Linked DNA regions of Mus musculus: all the other regions are linked to region 2. The links are chromatin contacts, called in public Hi-C and HiChIP or PLAC-seq maps. All regions are on one chromosome and are shown on one strand. The core of a region is the stretch at or near the end of the contact, and the rest is flanking DNA. Distances in the headings are between cores, read along the strand shown.

Region 1 (3,521 bases), core at 784-3,283, 180 kb before region 2:
CTACCCTTGGTTTCTGAGTTGCTGAACAGCAGGCCAGGAAATGGACGCTTATTTAATTTAAAAGCAAATCAAGTACTAAAGATGCAGCTCCTTGCCTAGCATGCATGAGGAGAACAAGATTTAAATGTTCACCTTTGTATCATGCAAGAGTTTCAGATCTAATAAAATGCACTATTGTAGTAGAAGCCTGTGTTACCAGGGAAATTAGAGTTCTCTCTTTGGAGTTCTTGGTTTTGTTAGTAAAAGAATTTAAAAACAGACTCAAAAGTAAGTTCGGGGACAATATTATTACTGAAGTTTCCAAGAAAACCAACGGGACAGAAAAACTATTAATCTTGGCAAACTCTGGGAAAGGGGAAAGAAGAGGAAAAGAAAGCCATTTCTGTGGCGTTAGGGTCCAAGAAACAGAGTAGAGCTGCCAAACGGCCCCAAGGCAGGCGGGCAGCCGCTTGGAAAAAGGCAGCGGGGGGTGGGGGAGACCTTTAGAGAAGGAAGGAGAAGGCCCAGAGGGTCAGCAAGAGCATTCCCAGACTTTAGCAGTATCCTGAAGAAAAAGAGATAGAGACGAAGGAAAGGGAAGTTATGTTTCTCGCCCCTCCGTGCTACAAGACGGAAGTTCTGCAATGCTGCACAGGGGACAGAAGGCCTTTAGGGGAGGACAGGCATGCTGTCTCACCAACTCAGAAATTATCCCTTCCACCTTCCGGTGAGTCAGCTCTCTTGGTGGCTTGGAGACCTGACCAGGTGACTGACACACCCAGATGCACTATCTCTCTTAAGGGAGGAGACAATGGCATGCAGTATTTCTATCTTTGGAGCAGATCGGAATGCTTTGTCTCCACTCTGGGCGAGCGGTAGCTTATTCTTTCAGACTGGACTAGCGGTTTAGAGGGAGGCCAAGCGGATTTTACTTGGTTGGGATTTCCCGGGAAGCCGGAGGTGTGTTCCAAAGCTGACAGTGAGGTGGAGGTCAGGCCCAAGGCTATTCCGACGTTCTGATCTCAAGAATGGAGACGCGAAAATCATTTAAGAAGCAGAATAGAAACAGTCCTGGCATTTCCCCTTCAGCCAGGATAGGACAAAGTGCATTTTTGGTTTCTGGTTAAGGATACCAATGCAGGAGCCCACCGTAAACCGCCTGTATGCGTTTATCTCCTGTAGTCCCCACTCGGATCTTTAGGTCACTTTGTACTCTGTGTTGTGCTATCAAGTTCCTTATTGACTTACAATAGAGCATCTTCTTCCTTTGAGCTTCTTTTAATCACTGGGGCATCGTTGTTAAATGTTCATATTTTAGTCTCTGAAAGTGTATTACTTCCTACCATATCTGCCTACAGTATTACTTCCTGGGAATCAAAACTGCATATCTAAACCTTCAACAATCTACGACATTTGTTTGGCCATTGATGCCAATACTAGTAAAAAAGACATGGTGAGGAGCTGGTCAGATGGCTCAGTGGTTAAGAGTGCCGACTGCTCTTCCGAAGGTCCTGAGTTCAAATCCCAGCAACCACATGGTGGCTCACAACCATTCGTAACAAAATCTGATGCCCTTTTCTGGAGTTTCTGCAGACAGCTACAGTGTACTTACATATAATAAATAAATCTTAAAAAAAAAGATATGGTGAGTCTATTGTTGGATAGTATTAAAGTAAATCTAAACAAAAAATAAGATTGACATTTTCAGGCAAATTGCCCAAGCCAGAATTCAGGTAAATAGAATCATTGGAATCCCAAGTTGGCACCTGGGTTAAATCATAACTAAAAGAAGAAAATGCACTAGAAGGTAATGTGAACTTCATTATTTAGGAACAAGTTCTGATAAAAGATTCAGTGTCACAGAGATAGAGATAGTACCTGGAGGATAAAGAGTTAAGGAAGTGGTTTTAAATGACAAAAGCGGGACACTCTCTCCCACTACTGAACTTTGCTTTGAGCACACTGGACTTGGGCTTTCTCCGCCACTCGCTCCAGATCCACACCCCTGGGAGGAGCTTAACTGATTATCTCACACCTGTGTGTCTTGTTGATAAGCTTCCTGCTCCCTAGGGGAGCGGGGAAAGGAAACACCCCAGGGTGGGAATCTAGAGAAAGGGTCACACGGGGCGGGGTTGCTGAATTTTAACTTTGAATGACCTCTGTAAAGCATCTGAAAAGACTTTCTGATAATGAGAAATAGGGAAATCTGTGAAAACCTGTGATTTGTGACTGGGTGCTTGCCTAGCTGGAGTGAGGTATTGAGTTCCATCCACCACACATACATACATACACACACACACACACACACACACACACACACACACACACACACTCACACTCACACTCACACACACAGTGGATGCTTGAGGGTGAACCTTTTAAGTCGTCAGTGATACAAATTTTTAATGTTTAGGGCTGGAGAAGGAAAGAGGAGAAAACCGGAATATTTTATCACAGTAGAGTACTCTGTTCTCCATCATTAATAGAATTTGTGAACCAAAAATGTTCACAGAAAAATTATTTTAATTGCAATACTCTTATTAGGAAATCTTTGTGGGTTTACAGGTAGTGGTGCTCTCTTTATTTGGCTCCACCCTCCGCTTTGTTCTGTTTCTGAGGGCACACAACTCAATCCAACAAAATGAATGGACCGCTTCTGATCTTCCCTTTGTAAGGCGAAATACAGTGTGTTCTCATATTCATTAAGTAAAGAGCAGCGCATAGAAGACAGGTCCCTATGAGTAATGCACACCATTATTAATGGTGGTTGTAGTCTAGCTTTTGTTTTAAGAGAATGCCAAAGACCTGCTGGCAGAAGCATAGCTGTGATCTTCTCTCAGGAGAGTTATACATTTCCCAGAGAGCCAGAGGAAATTTTAATGTTTTTCTCCAAGCTTTACCCAAATTCAACCTTCTAATATTCTACAATTCTATAATTCTACAGAAACGGATTAAGATGCAAACTCCTTTGAGTTCCAAAGGAGAGGGAGGGAGAAACTGGGGAAGCTGTCTTTCAGAATGTTACCCATCAGCTAGCAGTCCGGAAATGAAAGGTTAGACTAGAAATCTGAGGTCATTGTTCAAAGTCTGTATCCATTCCCTTGGCACTGATGGCTCAGATAAACTCTGCTGGGGTTCTTTTGTTTCTAATACTAGGCTAATTATAAGGCATGTAGTAACAAGTTTTTTAAATGCCTTAAGCAATTTTAGTTTTTTTTTTTTAAAGAGGAGGATTATTCTGTTATTATTAGCACAAAAATTGTTTAATTTACTCCCGAATTCTTCTCAACATTACTGAATAAAAAAATAAATAAATAAAAAGGAAAGGAACTTGACCAGTCCGGGCTTCAGCCCCAAGTGAATGGGAAAAACAAAACAAAACAAAAGAAAACAAAAAAGGCAAGGAAACCTGAGTACTCCTAGGTGTGGTGGAGGAGAAACTTCATTAGAGACTTGTGAGAGAGCATAGACAGAGGCAGGGACCCCTGGGAAAGTCCAGAGTGTACATGACCTTGAGCTGGGCCACGTGAAAGAGGGGATGG
Region 2 (3,724 bases), core at 55-2,554:
GATCAGTTATTCATTCATTCATTCATTCATTCATTCATTCATTCAAACTCCAAACATTTAGTAATGATCTGCTGAGATGGCAAAGTGGGCTTAGGCACTGGGTCCAGGAGTATGGATCGCCATATGATAATTCCTGGGGTGAGGCATATTATGCACTTTTTACCACCCTCCAGTTATCTTCATTGTCACATGGTTGGAAAAAAGGAAGGAAGGAAGGAAGGAAGGAAGGAAGGAAGGAAGGAAGAAAGAAAGAAAGAAAGGAAGAAAGGAAGAAAGGATAAAAGGAAGAGAGACACGCCAGAATTGCTTCACTGTAGAAACTGAAGTTATGAAAGTTCCTCCCCTAAAAGTGTCCCCTCAGCCACCAGCTCTAATGTTGGTACAACAGCTCCTCTGAAGGCCCTGAGTCTATTTGAGCTGCCCTCAGTCATCAGGGTTATTTGAAAGCACCCTTCCTTGTCAGAACAAGGCCCTGTCTCCAAGGCCCAGATCCACAGGAAATTGATCTCTTGAGTGTGTCACAAAAGTATGAGGCTCCGCAAGGTAGAGTGTAGTGTTACGGTGCAGGTGCATTGCCCAGATGACGTGCTGATGGCAAGGGCGGGGAGGAAGCCCTGCTCCTTTTCACAGTCGCAGACAGAAGCACTACAGCGACCAGAAGGGCAAGTGGCATGCCTCACATTCTTCCGTGTTGAAAACAATAAAAGGTGGGGGGAAGTAGAGAAAAAAATCAAATTTCTGCAAAGAGATGTCAGCAGTAAATTTAACGCAGGTGCAGTGTTCTCCAAACAAAGAGAGTTTTGTTTCTACTGCCCGTGGCTCCATCAAGACCTGCCTGCCCTAGCCTCCTCCTCCCCACTGTGTGTTTTTTTTCTTTTTTATCAGTGTAAGGTAGATTAAAATGTTGATACCCTCCCCTAGCAGAAGCATTTTTAGTGTTCTCAGCACAACTGCTGCAGGATTAACCACCCTTCCCTCCCCGCCCCTTGCACGCAGCCAAGTCCTTTCTACTCTTAAGTTTTAATTTATCAAGCCTTACATTTTCCTCCCGGTTTCCACTGTGGACATGGTTTCTTGGCCATTTGTACTCTCTTGAATCTATAACAAAAGTAACAACAGGAAACAAAACACTGACTTTAGCTAGAGTAACTCATTTACAATTTTTTTTAAAGTCCCTTCATTGGTCAAGGTGACATTAAAAGAGCAGGTGATTTGTCCTTTCTTCAGGCCCTCACAGCAGAGTGACTGACACCTGACATGGCGGCATCACACTGGATTCACCTGATGACTCATAGACTTCCTTCTGATGATGATGCTTCCCTGAGAACAATTTCCCACTCCACCAATGAAGCTGAAGCTGAGGCCTCACTCAACGTTCTGAGTCACCTTTCTAAGCCATTAGTGAGCATGTGAACCTCTCTGGGGTGGTGACTCATTTAATTAGGAACAGATAAGTGATATACTATGGCTGTCATGCTGTTCAGTAGGCTAGGGGTGGCTAAGTAAAAGAAAAATGAGCAATAAACACAAATTTGGTAGTTTATAGTTAACCCCTAGGATTGGGACAACTTTCAGGAATAATCTAAAGTTAACCAACACACAGAGAACTTTTAATAAGAACGCCACTTTTCATCGTACATCTTTATGGATCTACATGAATTTCACTTATGCCATGCTGACGTATGTGAAATTTGTCTTAGACAGAGTCCAGGCTCTAAAGCCATTGTGGACAGTTCTGTCCTTTCCCAGATCTAATCTTCAGCAATGTGTCTTTATTGACCACAACGAGCATCTCAGGAAAATGTTCAGGCCTTTTATAATGTGTGTGCCCAGCTCACAAATGTCTTCCCTCATGACTCCTCCAAAGTGACTTTTCAGCTCCCACAGTAAAATGGCCTTCCTAAGCGGGTCCTATTGGGTCTGTGTTCCCCTCAGGGGCTCAGTAACGGTCCCCAACCTCTTTCACGTAGCATCTTCAGTACTTTCCCAAAAGGTAGGAGTTTGATCTTCTGCTTCCTTAGTTTTCAGCAGGTCTCTCTTAAAATAGGTTTACCACGTGCTGGGGATAGAAAGAGGGCTCAGTGGTTAAGAATATCTGTGGCTCTTCCAGCGGACCTGGGTCTGGTTCCCAGCATTCATGTGCATCTGTGTCACCATGCGTAACTATTGTTCCAGGGAACCTGAAGCCTTCTTGTGACCGGAGGGCACCAGGCATAAACATGGCGCTTGTAATACATGTAGGCAAACACTCATATGTATAAGATAAATAAATCTAAAGAAAATAATATGTGCTACATCTTGCTACATGTTCAAGGGCAAGGACCTCATTCTCTCAAACTTTGAATGCTTTAATCCATAAACCAATAACTGCTACTTTGCAGGGGTCCAACAACCATTTCTTAAATAAGTAATGAATAAATGGGTGAATGATAAAAAGTTGAAACTCACTAATACTACTTCAGTTGTTTGATTCCAATTTAAATATGTGTCTACACATACACACACACACACACACACACACACACACATCTAACAAATTTTGTTCTTTTCCAAAATTCTAGATATTTATGAGTATAGGGAACTCTATGAGTCAGGGAGACTCTAATCCTTCAATTTAAATATCTACTTGCTCATTAAATTTCTTTAGGTAATATTCTAAAGTTATATGGGCTTATTTTCACATCTAAAGCTTTCACCAGATTGTCTGATGGTGGTTTAGCCAGAAGGGGAATCTAGCAACATGAAATAATTATTAAACAGCCATTTTGTTTCAGAGTAGGAGAAGCAATAAGAAAAGTGTACTCCAGAGATACATATCTTACAACATAGTGTTTAGTGTCACACACAAACATGTTCCCATAGTGCCTTTTGTAAGGCAAACATTTATTTTGACAATGTCAAAAAAAAACTTTAATAAAACAAAATTTAAAAATCAACACAACCCAAATGCAAAGTATTAAATAGCAGGATTTAAAAATGGGTGAAGGACCTGAATAGATGTTTCCAAAAAAAGACATAAAAATTGTTAAAAGTTATATACACAAATGCTTGGTATCTTTTTTTTTCCAATTTTTTATTAGATATTTTCTTTATTTACATTTCAAATGCTATTCCGAAAGTCCCCTATACCCTCCCCCTATTCTGCTCCCCTACTCATCCATTCCCACTTCTTGGCCCTGGCGTTCCCCTGTACTGGGGCATATAAAGTTTGCAAGACCAAGGGGCCTCTCTTCACAGTGATGGCCGACTAGGCCATCTTCTGTTACATATGCAGCTAGAGACACAAGCTCTGGGGGTACTGGTTAGTTCATATTTTTGTTCCACCTATAGGGTTGCAGACCCCTTCAGCTCCATGGGTACTTTCTCTAGCTCCGGCAAACATTTTAAATGAACTCCTATGTATATATTGATTTAATTTTTTGATCTGTCTTTATGTTCTTATAAATCATGACATACTCCCAATTTGACTTTGCTTTATTTGATCTATCCCCAAAATGTTACATTAGATATTGAGGGAACAGCCATTCCAAGGTTGACCATAGATTATACAGTGGAAAAGAGCCACCAATTATGATTCAAAAATACATTTGAGACTCTTGTGGACGTCAAGATACAGTGTGTCTGCATGCTTGCAGTCATTTCTTTTTTTTTTTTTTTTTTCAGCTGACTGCAAGAGGGTTTATTGTACACGAGCTACACTTGGCCACAAGAGAACAGAGCTAGT
Region 3 (3,492 bases), core at 731-3,230, 190 kb after region 2:
TAGTTGTTGATACATTAAAGGAACAATATATAGCTCAGAGCAAACCTATCAGGACGTAAAGGGCTACCGAGGTTCCAGATTTGGGATCAAAGAAAACACACAAATGATATTTACCTTAGGGTAAACGCAGTATTCTCTCCTCCATGCCATCATTATCAACAGAATTATAGGATGAATCGGAGCAAACTTTTCTTAAGGGTCAGATTTTTTTTTTTAACCCAGAAGAAAATTCTGAGCAAAAAAAATTTATTCAGACGTTTTAAAAGTGCTCAGAGGTTGTTTGTTTGTTTGTTTGTTTAAAAAATAAATAACTAAACAAAGTAAACCTCAGATCTTACCCTTGTCTGTAAAGTTGAGCACTCTATCTGGCATGCCATATCTCCACATCTTTTTATACATGGTCTGTATAGAGCTGCTTAAGTATGCATACGTGTGTGTGTGTGTGTTTGTGTGTGTGTGAGTGTGTATGTTTGTATGTGAGTGAGTGTGTGTGTGTGTGTGTGTGTTTGTGTGAGTGTGAGTGTGTATGTTTGTATGTGTGTGTGTGTGTGTGTGTGTGTGTGTGTGAGTGTGAGTGTGTATGTTTGTATGTGAGTGAGTGTGTGTGTGTGTGAATTTTTCCTATGCTATCATGTAATACACTCCCCGGTTGTATAGATTTAGGAATCACATTTTTCTTTCCCTCCTAGCCCACTATGATGAAGACACCTTGGAGTCTAGGGAAGAAAAGCCAGTGGGTCAGGAAAGCGTCTATCTGTCTTTCCGCCCTCATAGATAAAGCAGGAATTTTCTGGTGGTCTCTCTCTCAGCTTCTGATGTTCAGAAAGATAACTGTGTACACCCCCGTCGGAGAAGACGCTGACTTTTGTGTGGTTCCTTCTTGTGCCTGTCTTTCCCCTTCAGGGTTTAACTGAGTTTCCGACGGCCTGTCTCCGGCTGTGATAAATCAGGGGTTTCTTTTTCCCACTCTGGACTCCATTATGACATCACAGTAGCTATACAAACCCCAGAGTGAAGCAAACAAAAGAATTTTTTTAGTTCTCCTTCATTCAATAAGGCTCCATTTTCTGTCACACGACAACCTTTTGACCTGCATCCTAATGGCTCTGGTCACTCAAGGGCAGAAGTCCGGCCATAGGTTAAGTCTGTGCGCGTTTATGTTGAGGAGGGGTCTGTTTGTGCTCACTTCCTGTTGTCTGCTGGCACAATGCCATTGCTGTTCCGGAGCCATGAGATTCTGCTTCCTGAGTGAGCTCTTTCCCCTGAGATGTTAAAAGGAGGTTGCCTGTCTTGTCTCTGTCCCTTCAGTTAGCCAGGCCTTTTTGTCTTGGCTGCAGCTGAGCTGACAGTAGAGCCATCTTACCTTGAGAGGCTTGGGGGCGGGGCGGTGGGGGGCAAGTAATGCTGACTATTTCGTCGCGTTGCAACGGTTTCCCCGCTTTGCATTTCTTAACACCTGCTAGCCTGAACATTGCTTTAAAATGTACAGCTTCTGTTTGGTTCCTTTTTAAATGTTCAAAGCAAAAGCAGAACATAAACAATAGGCATATCAGGTAAACGCAGACTATTTGGGCAATAGTCGGATTTAAATACAGATCTGCAACTCCTCTCTCTCTCTCTCTCTCTCTCTCTCTCTCTCTCTCTCTCTCTCTCTCCCTCTCATTCTGTCTTCTCTGCCCACCTTACCTGCTCCTGCCTTCCTCCACACTCTCCCATTCTGCTTCAAGGAGAGGAGCAGACTGACCACTGCTAGAATGAATGCTACCAAGCTGACCAGTCGCAGAAAGTGTTGAGGCATGTGAACAACGATCCATCCATGCAACACACTCATTCAGCCAGCCAACCCAGCTGGCCTTCATCCCTTCCTCTTTCAGATGGGCCCAGGTTCTACAGGGTAAAGTCACTCAGCATTCCCAAAGCAGAAAGCAGTAGGTAGAGCAGATGAGTGAAGACCAGCCTGGAAAGGATATAGCATTCGTCATCCCGCACAGGAGAGACGTGGGGGATCTGTTCACACTCCATCTCCTGTCTTACCGGGGAGGGGGGGGGGAAGGGTCTCTGTACTACCTATGGTATGTGAGCAGGCACTGCACACTTAGGGGAGCGCTGCTCTCTGGAGTCCCATTGTCTTCAACTAATTCTTTAAAGGATAACGCAGAAAGGATATTTAACTTGGTACATTTCCAAAACCAGTGATTTACTCTCTCCACTAGTTTCCCAGTCTATGCCCTCAAGATGGGCATAGAATTTATCACTTGGCCTCTTCTTGGCTATGTAGACAGACAATATGGGATCCTCCCTTCCTTCTTTTCCTTTTTTCTTAAACCACAGTTCCAAATTATGCATATTCCTCTGTTGTGCAATCTCATGTTCCACTCCCCCCCCCTCCATATGCTATGACAGATCACTACAGCAGACCATTGTGAATGTCCCCCGAGGTGGGAAGGCTGCCTTCCTGAAGCAGATTAGTGATCATCCTGGAGTGGTTCCATGTTCCTTTTTCCAGGAGCCAAACCCGGATGCTTTTTTTTTTTAAAGATACTTTTAAAAAAAGAAATGCAGGCACGAATATAACTCGAGGAATGTTATACTTCCTGGTACCAGCTGTTCATCAAATTATGAGAAGAAACAGGAGGATTTATGATCCTTGAAATTTCATTTGAGCCCATGTTGTCACAGGGGTACTTCCTACCATATGCTCCATCCTTTTTGCAAGGTCCCAAGAAACCCCCCCCCCCCCCGAGAGCATGGAGTCCCGAGGGTTAATTTAATTTTATCTGTTTTCTTCCCATGGTAGTGAGAGAGAAGCTGCCATAGAATCCTCCCATTCCTCTTATTTTTTTTTTCTTCACATATAAGTGGTTCTCTCCTTAAAAATATAAGATTCTCCTTCTCAGCATGGTCTAGGATTTCTTAAATTTTCCTTCACGTGACTGCATAAATATAAGATTATGTCATTTTCATAAAAATGAACACAAATGGGCATAACCATATTAAACAAATTTTGTCATTCAAAGAATGACAAATATGTTTTCCTTCCCTTGTGATTCCTAACATATATATGGATATGTAAAATAATGTATGCATATGACATAAAAATAGAAGAGAAATAGCCTAGGAGAATAAGAGGAATAATAGAAAGGGGGGAGGGCAAAAGAGATAGGGAGGGCATAGGGGGCAAGGTGATCAAAGTATGCTTATATACTTGTATGAAAATAGCTTTATGTAACACATGACCACGTATCATGACTATACACAAGGAAAAAAGTTTTTATATATGCATATTTATGTATGTATATATAAATGCATACATATATCTATATACACACATACATATACATACACACACATACACACATACACACACACAATGCTGTGGCTAAAGAAATGACTCAGCAGTTAAGAGCACTGGTTGCATATCTAGGGCACCGGGGTTCAATTCTCAGGATCTCTCATGTGAGGTCTGACAGCCTCTTCTGGTCTCCAAGAGCA

Evidence for each region. A called contact is a pair of places that touch in the nucleus more often than the background predicts. HiChIP or PLAC-seq counts read pairs in DNA pulled down with a chosen protein or histone mark.
Region 1: an H3K27ac HiChIP or PLAC-seq map of trophoblast stem cells shows a contact between it and region 2, with 19 read pairs. The contact joins two enhancer-like sites. A contact is called at or near these places in 4 of 39 promoter capture datasets (the 3T3-L1 cell line, 3T3-L1-derived adipocytes, hippocampal neurons and 1 more), 2 of 484 Hi-C or Micro-C datasets (the STO cell line and cerebral cortex) and 3 of 115 datasets of contacts at active chromatin or transcription factors (embryonic stem cells, extraembryonic endoderm stem cells and trophoblast stem cells).
Region 3: a contact with region 2 is called in a Hi-C map of the N1E-115 cell line, with 5 times the contacts expected there. The contact joins the promoter of 4930449E01Rik here to the enhancer-like site in region 2. A contact is called at or near these places in 7 of 39 promoter capture datasets (the 3T3-L1 cell line, 3T3-L1-derived adipocytes, the HPC-7 cell line and 4 more), 5 of 484 Hi-C or Micro-C datasets (the N1E-115 cell line, cerebral cortex, forebrain and 2 more) and 5 of 115 datasets of contacts at active chromatin or transcription factors (astrocytes, embryonic stem cells, epiblast stem cells and 1 more).

What each region holds. Positions count from the first base shown.
Region 1 is chr14:105,859,608-105,863,128 of GRCm38.p6, reverse strand. No RefSeq gene overlaps it. Among named protein-coding and RNA genes, the nearest start is that of Spry2, 35 kb to the left of the region's middle. Within about 2 kb of position 2,033, at least 34 of the 459 cell types and tissues checked have an H3K27ac peak or open chromatin away from gene starts, as enhancers often do. A contact at or near this core is called in trophoblast stem cells, where this site is marked.
Region 2 is chr14:105,682,146-105,685,869 of GRCm38.p6, reverse strand. It overlaps Gm35967 (a long non-coding RNA gene), which reads left to right. Exons shown (of 4, transcript XR_874934.2): 4 at 1,228-2,519. It also overlaps the pseudogene Gm10076. Among named protein-coding and RNA genes, the nearest start is that of Gm6145, 40 kb to the right of the region's middle. Within about 2 kb of position 1,304, at least 45 of the 459 cell types and tissues checked have an H3K27ac peak or open chromatin away from gene starts, as enhancers often do. A contact at or near this core is called in the N1E-115 cell line and trophoblast stem cells, where this site is marked.
Region 3 is chr14:105,497,276-105,500,767 of GRCm38.p6, reverse strand. It overlaps 4930449E01Rik (RIKEN cDNA 4930449E01 gene), which reads right to left and starts at 1,980. Exons shown (of 3, transcript NR_045921.1): 1 at 1,687-1,980.